Regions from separate parts of the Sus scrofa genome. Here region 1 is linked to region 2. The links are chromatin contacts, called in public Hi-C maps. All regions are on one chromosome and are shown on one strand. The core of a region is the stretch at or near the end of the contact, and the rest is flanking DNA. Distances in the headings are between cores, read along the strand shown.

What was found. A called contact is a pair of places that touch in the nucleus more often than the background predicts.
Region 1: a Hi-C map of liver shows a contact between it and region 2, with 3 times the contacts expected there. The contact joins two enhancer-like sites. A contact is called at or near these places in 5 of 47 Hi-C or Micro-C datasets (embryonic fibroblasts, liver and skeletal muscle) and 1 of 2 datasets of contacts at active chromatin or transcription factors (skeletal muscle).

What each region holds. Positions count from the first base shown.
Region 1 is chr17:1,420,161-1,424,522 of Sscrofa11.1, reverse strand. The region is part of intron 4 of DLC1 (rho GTPase-activating protein 7); the gene reads left to right. Among named protein-coding and RNA genes, the nearest start is that of C17H8orf48, 190 kb to the left of the region's middle. Within about 2 kb of position 1,507, at least 10 of the 83 cell types and tissues checked have an H3K27ac peak or open chromatin away from gene starts, as enhancers often do. A contact at or near this core is called in liver, where this site is marked.
Region 2 is chr17:1,350,119-1,354,176 of Sscrofa11.1, reverse strand. All of the region lies in intron 5 of DLC1 (rho GTPase-activating protein 7), which reads left to right. Among named protein-coding and RNA genes, the nearest start is that of C17H8orf48, 260 kb to the left of the region's middle. Within about 2 kb of position 2,331, at least 6 of the 83 cell types and tissues checked have an H3K27ac peak or open chromatin away from gene starts, as enhancers often do. A contact at or near this core is called in liver, where this site is marked.

The DNA.
Region 1 (4,362 bases), core at 258-2,757, 71 kb before region 2:
GGGAAAAAAATTCAGCCATTTGAAACACCATGTTCACTTGAGGCCAGGATCAAAGATTTGGTCTTTGACTGGACTTATCAGCTTTACTCAACAGAAAACCATCCTAAAGCCACAGATACAATTCAAACCCCACAAAATGATTGCTAATTGGGCCGAGAGGACAACATATGTTTATTTCTATAAAATCACTCTCCCAATTGAAAACCTTCCCAAGCTCTTGTCCTAATAATATCATATCATCCTCCTTTGCAAATGCAACTCAAAAAATCTCTCAAAACTCAATTCTGTCCTGTCTTCTTTGCACTGGTGTTGGCAGGTAGGCCAAGCACCAAATTCATCCTCAAATAGTTGAATTCAGATGAAGGAATACACAGAAGATAAAAATAAACCATAGAATGTTTCACTTCCACAAAGGATGTTAATTAGATTGTGGAGATTCTGATTTTAGGATTTCAAAGGGTACAGGAAAGTCCATGTGCTCCATGTGCTGAACTGTATAAAGAAAACAATCTCTTCTCAAAAATAAACAGGCACTGTTTTGGGTTTTTTGCACTATAATAAACAACATTGTACAAAGAAATAATTCATGGGACACTCTTTGGTAGGTAGAAGTTGCTTTTCCCATTCCTTCCATCCTGTATCATGCCCCTAATGAGGACTGAGCTATGGGGACTAACCTGTAAGCAGCTGCCAAGAACAGGAGATGAATGTATTACAGGATCTTTAAGGACAGCATAAGATCAATGCCAACAATTCTCTGAGTCGTGCGTTTCAGGAGGTCAAGGTCTGGACAGACTGAGTAAGGAACATTCCACATCCTGAATCATAAACACTGTAAGTTGCCCTTTTTCATGTAAAAGCCTGATCAGATGTCACCTTGCCAGAGACAGGACTGAAGATATGTACAGATGCGAAGGGGAAAGAGGCACCACAGGCAGGACCAGTGCTCGGGACTAAAGTTGAAACACAGCATTTTAAAGAGTGAGGGCAAGAGTTCCCATTGTGGCTCAATGAGTTAAGGATCCAACTTGTATCCAAGGGGATGCAGGTCTGATCTCTGGCCTACCTCAGTGGTGGGGGATCCAGTGTTACCATGAGCTGTGGTGCAGGTCACAGATATGGCTCCGATCCGGCATTGCTGTGGCTGTGGCTGTGGCCGGCAGCTGCAGCTCTGATTAGACCCCTGGCCTGGGAATTTCCATATGCCACAGTGCAGCCGTTAAAAAAGCAAAAGAAAAGAAAGAGTGAGGGCTTTTAAGCAGACATTGAGAAAACAAGGCAGAAGCTCAGAATCAAAAGGAAAACACATTGAATTCTATCCCACCACATCCTGGTTTTCAGCAGTATAAAAGTACAGCAACAGAGCCTCAAGGGAAACAGAGAGAGGAAAGGGAAAGAGGCAAAGGTCATGGCTGGGAGAGTGAACAGCAGCAGGAATGGGGGTTGGAGAGAAAGTATTCCCAGTGCCTACAAGAAAGGAAGGAAGGAAGTGATGCAGGGCAGCAAAGAATGCAAGAGAGCCCCAAGGTTTCCACAGAGAGCTGGCTGTGTAGAAAGGGCTGCTTGAATGGAGAAGGACTGAGGCAAAAGCTTCTGAAACGAACAGCAGGCAGATGACCTCTGATCAAATGCAAGTTGGAGACACCAGTCTGGAAGGAAAAAGGCCCATGTATCTGATCTTCTCCATGTCCAAGAATGGGTGAAGAGCTTTGATTCTATCTTGAGAGAGCACTTGAATGAACAGAAATAGAGATAAGATGTAGTCATGGACCGAAATTCACATCCCCTAGAGTTGAGCAGATTTCTAAGATTTTTTTATGCCTTTTCTTCCTGTCCTAGCTCTGAACGTAGGAGGAATAACACTAAAGTCTAAGTCACGGCATCCAGATTCTGTTTCCCAACTTTGCAGTTAATCCTTTGGGGGATTCTGTCAGGACCTCAGTTTATTCATCTTCAATATGAGCGTGCTGGAACCCCATTCATGGTGTTCACACTCATACCTCCCAACAGCCCACAGGGAACTTTGCAGAGCCTACAGCCTTCACGAGGCCAAGGCCACATCTATCTTGATCACTATCACCTGATCACACTTGACATAGTACCAGCAGTTTATAGCAGATGCTCAGTGAATGTGCAGTAAGTGAATTTAAGTAGACAACAATCCACGAAGCAGCTCAAAGCAGAGCTGTCCAGCTCCAGCGGTGCAGCACCTACTTCTTCAGCTGCCCTCTGCACCCAGGGTCATGGTGGACATACCAAACTGTAGGAAACCCCGTGTGCCCACTGCTGGACAGGACCGAGAGGCATCTCCTTACAAATCATGACTCTGTAGTCTCTATGCAGCCCATGTTGAATTGAAATGTAGAAATTAATCTGGTTTGGCCCAAATTCACCTGACCGGAGGATCACTTTTCCCATTTCACCCTCCACTTCAAAGTTTTGGTCTTTAAACCTTCTTGCTGGTACAATTCCTCCTCCCTTCACAGAAGATGAAAGCATTTTTCCAGACAGGCCTGCTGTGAGTGACTTCATGGAAATGAATATCTTGTGTCCCTAATGTGCCTCTCACATGAGGAACTCCTTGTATTTATTTATTTTTAAGAATAGGGCTGGGAGGTTGACGTTTCCATTAGCAGTTGAGTGATTTTTTTTTTTTTTTGAAATATAAAAACCCTCCTCCTCAGTGAGACATGCCTCACATTCCCGTCTCCCCACTTCAGGCAGTTATGTGCTACTAAATATGCAGTGGAAATGACACATGTCTGGAAACCCAGAAGCAACACCGTCTCGAGGCTGCTTGCTCAGTGGTGTACAATGAAAGTGTTGTAGGAGGTTAATTGAGGAAGGCAGACTCCTGGATTCTCAAAAGTGAAATCTGTGGCACCTTTTGCATTTGGATGTGATGTGCTCCAAGGCACCTTGTGTTTGCAGGCTGATTCCACAGGATAAAGGCACAGATTCACTGACCTTCCAGAGAATCCCGGAAATATCAGTGTCTTAAGGGGAGCTGAGACCACTAAGTTCTCCTACAACGAAGGAGAACAGACCACAAAAAAGGATGGATCTGCTCCTCCCACATAACCTTGGGTATCAGCAAGCCACATAGGGCACTGGACTGATTGGATTCTACACCCAGTGTGCTTCTAATTCTAAAGGACAGAGGTAATCAGTTTAACTCAAAGTAATTTTTCTCAATTTATGTCAACAAATGTATTTCTACAGGGTTCTCTCTTGACCTACTGTGAAAGCTAGTAATAGGATAGAGGTTGAGAAATGGAAATTAAAAATGGAATTGGATGGCTAAGCATTATACTAATGGAATGCAGATTGGATTAAATGTAAATTAATTATCAGAACAGGAGGACATTTGTCCCAATTGAAGAAAGTGTTGAAAGTCTTTGGGCACCAGCTTATCATCCCATCTCAAGCATACTAAGTTTAATCCTTGGCAAAATATGAGGTTAATTAAATAGGAGGGGGAAACTTTTCAATTGCCTTTTAAGAGACTCAAAAGAGATTCTTTGACAACAATTAGTTCTTACTGTTTTGATGGTTTATAGGCCAATGAATTAGAAATATGAGACACATGTTCTTAAAATATGTATTTTTTATTTAATTAGGGGAAAGATGTTTAGTTTCGATTGATATTTGAAAGGTTTAGAAAGAAGTCTTTAGTATGCGATAAATTTAAAAATCACGTAACCCTATTCCACAAAGGGAATCTACATAAGCCTAGAGACTTCTGTGCCAGTACTTAGGGCCACCAAACACAAGGGGAGCTAGGAATGGCATTACCCAGAGACCTGGAAACGGGAAAACAATGTTCGCCTTGTGAGGAGGGAAGCAAGCTGGGGGGAACAAATCTGAAGATAAAGCTGGTGGGCTGGCGTCCCACACAAAGTTCAAGGAGTCATCTGAAAATCTAATCAGAAACCACTTTATTAGTGTTTTCTGGCTTCCCCTGAGCTCTTCTTTTCTCTGAAGCTGGAGTCTAGCCCTATATTATCCAAGTTCTGAAAGGAGAGATCTCAGGGGAAAGGGAGGATATAAAAGCAAGTTTGTGAGCAAAATACACACATGCACACACACGCACACATAAACACACACACACACACACACACACACACACACACACGCTTCTCCCTGCTAACACTCAATTCATAATTAACAAACTGTAGGAATTTCTTTCAAATTTCAGAGAACTTAGAGCACAGAAAGAGTTAAGTGAGCACGTACCTTTGTACCTAGTTTCCTTTAGCCAAGTCAAGCAAATACCACAAACGCACACAGCTTTGTTCTTTATAGTTCAAGTTGTCGTTTTGGTGCCAGACATAAAGAGATCCAAGTGAAATCCAATTTTGC
Region 2 (4,058 bases), core at 1,082-3,581:
TTTTATGGAATTATATTTTAGAAATACTTTAGGTAGACAGTGTTTTGATTTTTATTTTAATTGATTTTAATATTGTCTTAATCTTCTGATTTGTCTTATTTTTTTTTGCATCTAAGAACAGACATTAATATCATAGAGTACATAGAAATAAAGTCACATATTCATATCATAGGACCCATTAACATCACACCTAATATAATTAAGAAATAATGTTTACAGCTGAATTCCTTCCTAAGCCTTAGAGAAGTTACATGGCATTGATGTTTGGATTTGCTTTTCTTGTCTGTCCTTACACAGATAGGAGTAAGGAGTCTCTTAGGAGTCTCATCCCAGTCAAGCTATGCGTGCACCATCTCCAGCCCTAGTTTCTCAGCCAATTTGTCCCCTTCCAACCATTGGAGACTCCAACACAGGATGGAGTCCTGAGCCTGCACTCTCCACACTCTCCCATCCTGCACTTTCTGTTTTAGTACCTTTGCTAATACTATTGCCTTCTCCTAAAAGTTCCTCTCATGGTATCTCAAATTGCCATGTATACCTCCTCTCTGAAGGTTTCAAAGATTTCCACTACCCTGAAATCAGTCTTTTTTCCAAGAATTCTCAATGCTCTATTTGAAGTTCTCATAAAGTTTTTATCCCTTTATGCTCTTTATCATGATTATGAAGGGTTATTTTTTCATAGTATGTAATAAATCCATGCCTGATTTACCTTTTAATGTCTTGTCCATAAAGAACATTTGATAATTTTTGATTGAAAGAAAAAATGATATTTTTTAATGAAAAATAAAAAGTTTACTTTAGATCAATAAAAGATCACAGCAAAATTTCTTAAAATATGACTCAAATTTTTCTAGAACATTTGCCGAGATTCCTCCAGGCTTCCTGGATCAGAATCTCTTAGGCCCAACATCTTTTTTTTTTCTTTTTTTGGAGCTTTAGGCAGGCCTGCACCCATGGCATATGGAAGTTCCCAGGCTAGAGGTCAAATCAGAGCTGTAGCTGCTGGCCTACGCCACAGCAACAGCAATGTGGGATCCAAGCCGTGTCTACAACCTACACCACAGCTCATGACCTACACTGTAGCTCCTGCCAACACCAGATCCTTAACCCACTGAGTGAGACCAGGGATCAAACCTGCATCCTCTTGGATACTAGTCAGGTTCATTACCACTGAGCCACAATGGGAACTCACAAGGATCTTAAATGTAATATACATTCCAGGGAATTCTAATCCACACTAAAGTTTAAGGATCATTGGTTTATGTCAATGAAAGTTTCCCATTTATTCTTCCTCCACATGCACATAATTATCAATATGTACTTCAAAGTTTATACCACAAAACAAAATCCTAAGGCTAAAGAAAATTATTATAACACTAAATGGCTAGAGAAAAGTCATATTTTACTATAAATATAACCAGAAATGTTTTTGAATATCTGTTTTTACCAAATAGTGTGCTAGGCTCATAAAACTCTTTAAGACACTACACTCAGAGAGTTTATGATCAAGATGAGAGAAAAGATGCACACATATGGAAAGTTGATTGGACAAGCAGAATCATCAAGATGCTCTAGTGTGTCATATACTTTTGCATATTTGCTATTAACCAGCCTAGTCATTGCTCAATCAAATTAAAAAAAAAAAAACATTTCAAAGCAGTGGAAATAATTCCATACAGAGACATGATAGGAGGAGAAAAAAAGAACAGAGATTCTGCAAAGAAGAGCTGGAGGTCTTGGTTGTCCCACCACTCTCATGCAATAAGGATATGTTTATTTTAAACCAGGTTCTTGTTTTAGCTATGGATTTCTCTACAGCCCTGTATCTCCCTCCTCCTCCCCCAGGCCTAAGCTTCATCTTGGAATCACCCAGCTAGTATTGTCAAGCACTCCATAACAGGAATTCAGACCTCTGTGAGATAGGGGTATTTGGAGGTGAAGCAGTGAATTCTGCAGTGGTGATTCTGGAGAGTCAGAAGAAAAAGGAAGAGATCTCAGGAGTGAAGGCGTTCAAGAGGAAAATAGAGGAAGGATACAAACATACTTTGTTTGCAATTTTGGAATCTGAGAAACAGCCCAAGTGACCCTGAAAAAAATCACTGCCATATATTGCTAAAGACTGATATACATAAAAATAATTCTTTAGTAAGTCTATGGTCCTTGGCTTCCCCTCAATGGAACTATTATCCCTACTCCAGGTTAATCCAAGTCCAGCCAAATGTCAGCCCATCCTTACCCTCTTTCCCTCTGCTCCCTCCACTGGACAGCTGAGGGTCAGGGATAAGCAGGGAAGGCTGGAAACAAATGATATGGATATGTGCTGCCTTTCCGGCCTCTTCTATTTAGCTGGCTCAGGATTTCCTTGTTCTAGACCTTGAGGACATATCCTTTAGAAAGCTTCCAGCCTGCTTGTCAAGATAAGTAGCAACAGCCAAGTGGTAAGATATTCTAGACATTGAGCTGAGAGAGGTCACCTGAGCTGAGTGATCCAGAGAGAATCTGCCGAAACAAAAAGCTGTGAAAAACTGAAAAGGAAGATCTGAGACATTTCTAGTCAAGGAAAATGGCGTTGGCAAAGTTCAGCTAGTGGGAATGCAGAAGGCATGGTGATGCAATGGAGCAGCCCAGCCAGCTGGAGCTCAGAGTTTGTGTTTGTAATGAGAGAAAATTGGGAAAATGGAATGAGTCCAAACTCCAACAGGTCTCAGAGAGTGATGATAATTTTCGCTAAGAATAGTAAATCTTTTAAAACTAATCAGTGCTGTTACCCCAACTGACCTTATTCTTTGTGTGTGTGTGTGTGTGTGTGTATGTGTGTGTGTGTGTATGCGTGTGTGTGTGTGTAATGGTTTTTATTTTTGTCCATTATAGCTGGTTTACAGTGTTCTGTCAATTTTCTACTGTACAGCATGGTGACCCAGTTATACATACATGTATATATCCTTTTTTCTCCCATTATCACGCTCCATCATAAGTGACCAGACATAATTCCCAGTGCTACACAGCAGGATTTCATTGCAAAGGCAATAGTCAGTATCTATTAACCCCAAGCACCCCATCCATCCCACTCCCTCCCTCTCCCCCTTGACAACCACAAGTCTATTCTCCAAGTCCATGATTTTCTTTTCTATGGAAAGGTTCATTTGTGCCTTATATTAGATTCCAGATATAAGTGATATCATATGGTATTTGTCTTTCTCTTTCTGACTTACTTCACTTAATATGAGAGTCTCTAGTTCCATCCATGTTGCTGCAAATGGCATTATTTCATTCTTTATAAGGCTGAGTAGTACTCCATTGTGTATATATACCACATCTTCCTTTACTATTAAGTAGTTTGTGAAAAGAGGCAGGAACTGTTTGTTTGTTTGTTTGTTTGTTTGTTTGTTTTAATCATGCATTACAATACCAGAAACCCAGTAGATAAAAATGATAGTTAGCACTGATAGAGGACTTTTAATATGCACACATCACAGGGGATTTAATGATGAGTTTAGGGAAAAAAGTCAAAAATTTTGAGTTATGTTTTTGTTTTGGTGATACACTTTTAAAACTTCAGTTCCACTTTATTATAATTCAACCACTGCTCCTGATAAACAACTAGTGGCACCATTAAGATAAAGAAGAGATAACACATAAATTTACTGAATGAAAGAAAATAGCTGCTTCTAAAGATTTTAGAGCCAATCATCCTCCTAAGAAATGCTAACCATTTCTTTAAAATTAGCTAGATTAAAAGGAGGCTTATTTTGGAAGTTCTAGTTGTGGCTCAGCAGTAACAAGTCTGACTAGTATGCATGAGGATGTAGGTTCAATCCCTGGCCTCACTCAGTGGGTTAAGGATCCAGCATTGCCATAAGATGTGATGATGTAGGTCAAAGACATGGCTCCAATCCTATGTTGCTGTGGCTATGGCTGTGGCTGGCAGCTGTAGCTCCGATTCAACCCCTGGCCTGGGAACTTCCATATGCTGCAGGTGCAGTCCTAAAAAGTGTAAAAAAAAAAATCATATTTTACTTAAATGACAGAATCACCTACCTGATCTTTTTCCTGCAACC